Linked DNA regions of Gossypium hirsutum: region 1 is linked to region 2. A link is a contact called in public Hi-C data. All regions are on one chromosome and are shown on one strand. The core of a region is the stretch at or near the end of the contact, and the rest is flanking DNA. Distances in the headings are between cores, read along the strand shown. Region 1 holds the start of LOC107950469 (probable trehalose-phosphate phosphatase J). Region 2 has its middle 15 kb from the start of LOC107950470.

Region 1 (4,448 bases), core at 383-2,882, 67 kb after region 2:
TCTCTTCATATGTTGATGTCATACGTAAATTTTAGTCCAAATTAACCGGCTTTGTTTAAATTTGTTCTTAGTCCATTTGTACTGGACACTTGATATCCCACTATGCCATATGCGTATATAAGCAAAACAAGAAGTAATAGAATTTGATGATAATTTGGTCAACAAATAAGGTTCAGGGATGGGACCAAACATGCCAAGTATTGGCCTATAAATAAGGGTTAGGTTTATAGTAAATATATCAATTTTTACAAGTTACCCCACAATGAATTAACATATAATTGAATAAAAATTCATGTAAATTTCATGATCCTTTATAGAAAAAAAAATTGAGGAAATTGACTTTTATCAACTTTGAAAGGCCAGAAATATATTCATCATTCAGTGTACTGTTCGCAGCTGGTTTTGCTTAACAGGGTGGGTTTTGTCTTTAAGTTGTTAGTTTTGCATTTGCATACAAGGGGCATTGAAATAGCAAATGCCCCCCAATCATGTATACATTATAAATTTATTATATGTTTATAAAAAAAATTGATGTCCCTCAAACAAAATTTTAAAATTTTCTCGATTCTGAATTTAGTTATGACTTGATTATAGCATACTATAAGTTTAGGGATGGCAATAGGATGTATTTCCTGAAATATTCATATCTTGAATTAGATATTAATTTACTTAACCTAAAAAACCAAAGATATACCTGATTTTTAGCCCGACTTGATATATCACATCTTTTAAATTTTTAAATATTTTCATCACAATGGAAGAATATTTGTTAATTTTTTATTAATTCTTTTCTAGGTATATTAGAGTAAATATTAATATATTTTTTATATATACTCAATGTTTATTTTACTATTTATATTTAGAGTTTGTTTTCAACTCTCCTTCTCAATAATATCATATTCAACGCTAAAACTTTTATTTTCTCATAAAAAATGAAATCTACCTTACCACTTTACTCAATATTTATTTGTCATTATCGCATATTTTAAACAAATATTATATAAGAGTATTTGAGTAATTTACATAGGAGGAGATTAGATGGGTTTTTTTCGAAACTCGATTCAATCTCAATATGTCCAGTCCCACCTTGACACTTAATTTCAAAAAAAAATGTTTAATACTAGCAAATCGAGTTATGTGGAAGTGGATCGAATGTTTTTTCAATCCCTAACACACACTCTCTCTCCCTACTCCCGAGGAAAAAAATGAAGAAATTTCATGGTAAAGCTCCATAATTTCAATTTTAACATTTCAAGACAAGTTGGTCGCTGGTGGATCCAAAATCCACCCAAATAGGATCCAATTAAAACAAAAATAGTAAAATACATCTCCCATAATCCAGTGGGTCTAACATGTGACTTGGTTATCCACGTGTCAGAAACCCACATCATGTGTATCATCCCAACCAATGTCTTCCACGTGGCTTGACCACTAGCAGCCAATTAAAAAAAAGCAGATTAATTACCTTCCTCAGAAAAAAAAAACCAGCTCTCTCTCTCTCTGTAATATGGGCCCCAAAATCAACAACTAGGATGGGTCCCACATATTTCTAAGAGTTTCGTTGTCGTCCGTTTATGTCTGGTTTTTTTTTTTTGGCTTATAAAAACCAGCTTCAACTCCTCCATGTCTCACTCACATACATTCCCTTCACTCTTCCTCTCTTCCATATATTTTCCCTTCATTTTTTCCTTGTTTTTCACGAATCTTTGGGTTCTTCTTTTTTTGTTGTTTCAGTTCCTTAATCTTTGGGTTTCAAAAAAAAAAAAGAAAAAAAAGCAGAGTACTCTGTAAATTCCTCTGGTTGGAATTTTGAACTCTCTCCTCTTACATTAACATTAACAACCAAACACTTGTTGGGTTTTGAGATTTTCTTTTAATTACCTTAATTTCCAAAAATGGGTAAGTTCGGGTTTTTTTTTTTTGGTGGTGGGGAGTGGGAAAACAAAAAACAAAACATGTGTGCTTCGGTTTTTAAGGTATCTTACCTTTACTAAAAATGTTTTGAATGTTGGGTTTGTTCTTATTTATTGCAGTGAGTTTCATTGAAGAAAGACCAAAGAACATCGCCGCCGGTCAAAACATGGTCTCTGATCCAAAATCAGCACAGAAACCACCGGCACCACCTGGTTTTATATCCATTTCCAGAAAGAAATTGCTTCAAAACCTTGAAATCAATGCCGGAGCTAGAGTTAATTCATGGGTCGATTCCATGAGAGCTTCTTCTCCAACTCATATGAAATCAGCACCGTCCATTGCTGATGATCAAGGTTCCTGGAATGTAAGTTCAAATGGGTTTTCTTTTTCTTTTCTTTTTTTTTCCTTTCATAAAGATTCTGATTTTCTTTTTCCTTTTTGGATTAAATTGTTCAGCTAAACCATCCATCAGCACTAGATATGTTCGAACAGATAATCGATGCATCAAAAGGGAAACAAATCGTAATGTTTCTTGATTACGATGGCACTCTTTCACCAATCGTAGCCGATCCAGATCGGGCTTTCATGTCTAAGAAGGTTAGCTGTTTGTTAATATGACGAGTGACTACTTTCCCTGTGCTGTTTTTAGCATTGATTTCCCTTTTTTTTTTTTTTTGTATTACACCAGATGAGAAAGACAGTGAGAAAGCTAGCCAAATGTTTCCCTACAGCTATAGTGAGTGGCAGATGCAGGGACAAGGTGTATAATTTTGTCAAATTAGCTGAGCTATACTATGCTGGAAGCCATGGCATGGACATTAAAGGCCCTGAAAAAGGTTCCAAATCTAACAAAGTGAGTCAAGTCGTACACGTTATTGCATGAACCAATTGCGTTAAACTGGAAACCAACCACATTTTTTTGACCTTGCTTTGTTACTCTTACAGGATACTGAATCTGTTCTTTTCCAACCAGCTAGTGAATTTCTTCCCATGATTGATGAGGTTTATAAACAGTTGGTTGAAACTACAAAATCAACACCAGGTGCTAAAGTGGAGAACAACAAGTTTTGTCTCTCAGTACACTTCCGTTGTGTTGATGAAAAGGTAATAAAAGAAAAACAGCAAATCACAAATCACTGAACTTTATTACCAGTACCACCATCTGATTGTTTGCTGTGTTTTAAAATACAGAAATGGAGTGAATTGGCACAACAAGTGAAGTCTGTTTTAAAAGACTACCCCAAGCTTCGGCTAACTCAAGGCCGAAAGGTGAGCCATTTGGTGTTAACCGAGTACAAGTTCATACACGTCTATCAATGAATTACGAAACTGATATCTTATATTTGTTTTTCGTAACATGCAGGTTTTGGAAATCCGTCCTACAATCAAATGGGACAAAGGGAAAGCCCTTGAATTTTTGTTAGAATCTCTTGGTAAGTTCTCCATTCTTTCTCTACTTTAAAAAGTTGTCCAAATTATTATTTTTTATTACACGTTCTTTGATCCTGAAAATCGTGTGCACTTCGTGTCTGCGTGTTCATATTACTTAATCATATTTCTAAATCCATAAAGTTTTTAAAGTAAACAGCAGCCATGGCAAGAAGGCATTACTTTATTAAAAATTTGGTAATGCTAGAAAAATAGAACACAATAACATGATATTCTCTGATCACTAATAAATATTTTAATCACTACTTAATTGTTGTGAATGTGTTTTTGTGTTATAGGATTTGCTAACTGTACCGATGTCTTTCCCGTTTATATCGGAGATGATCGGACCGATGAAGATGCATTCAAGGTATACAATGAATAAGCACTTTTTTTTCCTATGAAACCCAGTGGATATTTTAGGTTAATACGTCTGATTTCCATTTTTAGATATTGAGGGACAGAGGCCAAGGTTTTGGTATTCTTGTATCCAAGTTCCCCAAGGACACTAATGCATCCTATTCATTACAAGAACCAGATGAGGTAAGTTCTGAATTATTGTAATAACACGAGTTTTAGTTCAGTTGGTTTTTGATCAACTCATTTTTCTTTTGGATATTTTTGTAGGTCATGGACTTTTTACGACGTCTGGTTGAATGGAAAGAATTATCTCTAAGAACTCAGTCGAGAATGTAGAAGAAAATAAGATAGTGGAAGTATATATTTGTGCACCCTAGCAAAGAAATTGTAAAGGGGGGTGTGAGATTAAAGTAGTAAAATTATTGTTTTAAGATGAGAGAAATGATTATAAAAGCTTTGTACATCTTTGTAACTAGTTGGGGTACAAAGGGTTAAGTCTTGTAGCTTCATAACTTGTCTATTAATGCATAGAAAAGCAATGGTTTCGGATTAATGTTACATATGTGTATTTGTTTAATACGAGTATATTTCTATTTTTAGATTTAAATAATATAATTGGATACTTTAGAATTTAATATCGAATGAAAATCAATAATTTAACTAACATGGACAAAAGAGATTTTATCACATAAACGCAAATTGGTATGTTTTTCAAAGTATTATAAATGTAAATAAATATATTTTAA
Region 2 (4,311 bases), core at 1,748-4,247:
AAAATTAGCATACTTAAGATATTATCTTTAGGTTCTTGAGTCTGAAGATCAAATTTTGAACAAAGATATTATAGATTTGAGTTGATTCATCTTGACTTAAATTACTATTTAATAGTTTAAGTCATTAGATTAGCTTGAGCTAATAAACTCAGGTTGAATTTAGGTAAGAGAGAACAGTCTAAAGATAGGAATCTGGATGCCACCACCTATAAAAAAAAATATCAACCTTCCTAATATTCTTATTCTTTGTTCTAAGGAATACAAGAAGGAAGTTCACACTACAACAAAGCAAATGGAATTATTAGAAAGAAACTCACTTTCAAAGGCTCTTCTCCAACCATTTGGATTCCCTTTATAAAGCTTTATGAACAATACCTTCCCAAACCCCAAACCCTACCTTTTTTTCCCCTTCTTTTTATCTTTTTCACAATAAAAATGGTATATAAATATATGAATGATATCTTTTGCTTTTGAAATAGTTCATAACTTTCCCTTAGATTCTATCTAAAGCATCTTATATAAGATGGGCAAAAAAGTAGTGTGAATGGAATGGAAGTTGCATCCTCCCAAAGTTATTCAACAATGAAGAAAAAGTTATATTATAGCCAAAGTTTAATTAATGTTTCATTTCCCCACCTCTAAAGGTTTTAAAAACTTTATGATAAGTTAAATTTATAATTTCATATGACTTTATTAGATTAAAAGAATGTAAAATTATCAATGAGAGTTTTAAAATATAATTACGCTTGATTTAGTTATATGATATTACCATCGATGCTGAGATTCAATAATGTGGAGATGACCTCAACACCACATGTTTGTTAAGTAAACGTACGTGACTTTGGTAACATGACCATTCTTAATGACTTCGATCTATTTTCTGTAAAATCAATACAAAAAATTCAGGAAATTAATATAGTTTAATGAATTAATTTCTCTATTTTTTAATATATTTTTTCAAGTAACATTGCAATCATATTTATTTACTTATTATAAGTTTTGTTTATTCTTATTATTGGTTTGAAGAAACTCAACGTTTATTTATTATATTATATTTTATAGATTACATTATCTTTTTAATTAATTAGTATTAATGAATAAATATTTGTTTGGTACATTAGCAACGAAAAATTTTAACTCCATAAACAGGTTAAGATTTTGTAATGTGTCTTTAAATTGTATTTAAAATTTTTTAAATTAAATAAATAAGGCATGCATGAGTGAAGCTAAAAATATTTTTTTGGACGGATTTTAGTTGTATATTTTTATGAGAGCTAAAATGTAATTTCAAAATTTTAATGGTTTATATCTTTATAATTTTTTAAAAGACTAAATTAAAATTTTATCATTTTTAGGGAGTCAAAGTACAGTTTCACCATGTACTATTTTAAAATTTTATAAAATTTATAAAGCAAAAACTAATTTTCCATTTTAAGGAGGTCGAGGCTGTTGCCAACCTTTCTCGGGCGCCACCTCTAAAGACATTGTGGCAAAATATCAACCCTGCTTATGGAATAAAAACTTTCCAAATAATTACCGTTGGACTATGTTTAGATTGGGAGTGAAGGGGAAAAAGGTCTTTTCCTTCCTTAATCTTTCCTTTTTTCCCCCTAAAAATAGGGTTAATAAATTCATATTACTATAATTGCTTCTTTCATTGTTTAATTATAAACTAGTTTAAAAAATTGAACATTTTACATATTATTATTTTTAAAAAAATTTCCAAAGCTCAGTTTCACTCTCATCATAATTTAATAATTTTTCTTTTTTCTTTTCCTTTTTATCTTTATTTATAATTAAAAACAATTTAATAAAATGTATATTTAAATAATCTTATATTCCGTTAAACAAATATCAAAATATTACATTTTAACCCAATTAACGAGAATAGCATAAATATATTAATTAATGTAAATAAAAGTAATCAAACATTCCCCATCAAAATACCTTTAAAGTATACTCAAACCAATTAAGAAAAGTGGGGCTAGTTTTTTTAACACCATGGATTGTAATGAATGCTTTTATAAAAATTCCACAAGTATCTAAAGTGAAGAGAGACCAAACATTACATGATACCCAAAAAGCAAAAAAAACCATGGAAATGATCTGTGGAACGATGTCCTGCAAAGGAAACAAAAGATAAGTGATGGGCTTTTTACATGTGATGCACAGCTAAATTTGGTGTGTTTGAAGTTGAAACCCTCAACCAACCCAACCACCTGTTTTGTCTTTACCATGTGGGAGTTGGTGTGGTTGGAGAAAATAAATTTGTTGGGTCACTTTTGCTATTACTAGGATTGTTCATTTTGCCAAGTAATTGGTTTGTGTTATAGATCAATGATTGGTTATGATACACATGTAACACTAATTCCTAATCATTATTATTTATTAAAGTGTTTTTATCTCTACATTTGTATAAATATTTTAGGGTCAATTACACCCAACGCCATTAAATTATTAGTAAGTTTATGTTTTAGTCACTCAACTTTAAAAAGTTGTAAAATGGTCATTGAACGATTTGAAAATTTTCATTCAAGTCATTGAACTATTAAAATCGTTGTTGTATGGCCTTCTTTGTTCGCACCGCCTGCACCAGTCAAAAGCTCTCATTCTCCTTCTATTTTATAATTTAGTTTTTTTTTCATGAAATAACTTTGAACGTCACGAACCTGCGAACCAAGATCCAAATAGTTTTTTTTCTCTAATCTTCGATATTGATAGTCAGGTTGACTTAGATCTAAGGTATGTTCTTCTACTCGTCGACCGGTATTGACCCAGTGTATTAATCGTCAAACCGTCGCTTGGAGCTTACTAGCCGGACTTTAAGAAAAAAAATAGCTTAACAATCTAGTGACTTAAATAAAAACTTTTGAACAATTCAGTAACTTTTTAAAGTTATTTGTCGCTTCACTTGTGATTCAATCAAGATGTGTTTATTTGGGTTTAAAATTATCAAATTCATTATAAGTGTGGACTTATGTTTTGGGCCGGCCCTGCTCTCCTCATTATTTTCAAGTCATCCTGAAGGCCCAAAATTTCTCATTGACTAATATCAATCCTATTCTACATAAGGCCCAAAATCTGAATAATTTGGTAAAAACATTTTTCTAGTCCCTTTCAAAATTGATATTAAGCAAATTGGTCCTTTTAAATATTAAAACTTAACCTTAAATTAATCTGAAGTCCCAAAACTTCAGTCTTTGCCAATAGTTACACTTTAAACATTATTATGTCATTAAAAAGAAATTTGAAAATATATAATATCATAACTACACCACATGAACCTACTTATCTTCCTTTGTGATTATACTTTGGGCTAAAAGTTATTCAATTTCCAATATCTGACTCCATTGGGCAACCCTTAAACTAGCTAGTCGCTGTAGTTAGGGCCTGTTGGAGCATCTAAATTAATAGCTTAATAACTTCACAATAAATGTAAGGTAAGGTTTTTAAAATTTGATTGGTGATTAAACTGGTCAAATCATCAATTTTTAATTTGATCAATTTAATCAGTTTAATTGATTTGATTATTCAATTTAATGAGTTCAATCTATTTACGGATAAATCGATTTAATATTTTTCTAGACTGATACCATAATTAATTTTCAATTCAACAAGTTGATATGATCTAATTCGATTATAAAAATAATGCTTTTAATAAGTTCAAGTCTTTACAAATTAATTTAAAGAGTTGATATAAACACTACAAAAGTGACAATTGATTAGTTGGATCCAAAAAAACTCGAAAAATGACTGAAATGTTTTTTTTTACTTAAAGAAAATCAAAATTGAATCGACTTTGACAAAATTAAATTGGATTTTTTTTTGTTGAATTACAATAATAGGGTAAATCCCGAACAACCAATGCGACTAGCGCGACTTGAATCCAGGCCACACCTAGGATGATGAATACCCTTGACCATTAGGCTATCACATGGGGTTTCTTTTGGTTGGTTAATTGACATTATTTCCTATTTCTTTATTTTTATTGCGAAATTATTAAGTTATTAATTTAAGTTATTTATCTAGACTATTATTTAAGTATGTGACCAAATTGATTTTATATTTACTTTGGTAATAAAAAAATTGACTATTTCATAAGAATAAAAAATAAAAAAAAAAATATTTTTCAGATTTGAGGATAACAATAACTATAAATTTTACCATATTATGCGTGCGGAAACTACGGATTTAGAACACATATACTTATTTAAAGGTAACATATTTTAATACTTTTGGGTTTCATTTTTGAGTAATATGTATAATTTATTAATTGGATTCAATTTTTGGATAGTGTGTAGGAAATTAGTA

What was found. Hi-C and Micro-C count contacts between places; a contact is called where the count stands out from the background.
Region 1: a contact with region 2 is called in a Hi-C map of leaf, with 4 times the contacts expected there. The contact joins the promoter of LOC107950469 here to the enhancer-like site in region 2. A contact is called at or near these places in 19 of 34 Hi-C or Micro-C datasets (anther, callus, fibers and 4 more).

Annotation. Positions count from the first base shown.
Region 1 is chrD03:4,294,846-4,299,293 of Gossypium_hirsutum_v2.1, forward strand. LOC107950469 (probable trehalose-phosphate phosphatase J) reads left to right here and starts at 1,633. Exons shown (of 10, transcript XM_041089642.1): 1 at 1,633-1,899; 2 at 2,034-2,278; 3 at 2,371-2,511; 4 at 2,603-2,767; 5 at 2,860-3,018; 6 at 3,106-3,183; 7 at 3,278-3,347; 8 at 3,642-3,712; 9 at 3,793-3,885; 10 at 3,970-4,255. The coding sequence starts at 1,896. The coding sequence ends at 4,038.
Region 2 is chrD03:4,226,429-4,230,739 of Gossypium_hirsutum_v2.1, forward strand. No RefSeq gene overlaps it. Among protein-coding and RNA genes, the nearest start is that of LOC107950470, 15 kb to the left of the region's middle. Within about 2 kb of position 2,998, at least 2 of the 9 cell types and tissues checked have an H3K27ac peak or open chromatin away from gene starts, as enhancers often do. A contact at or near this core is called in leaf, where this site is marked.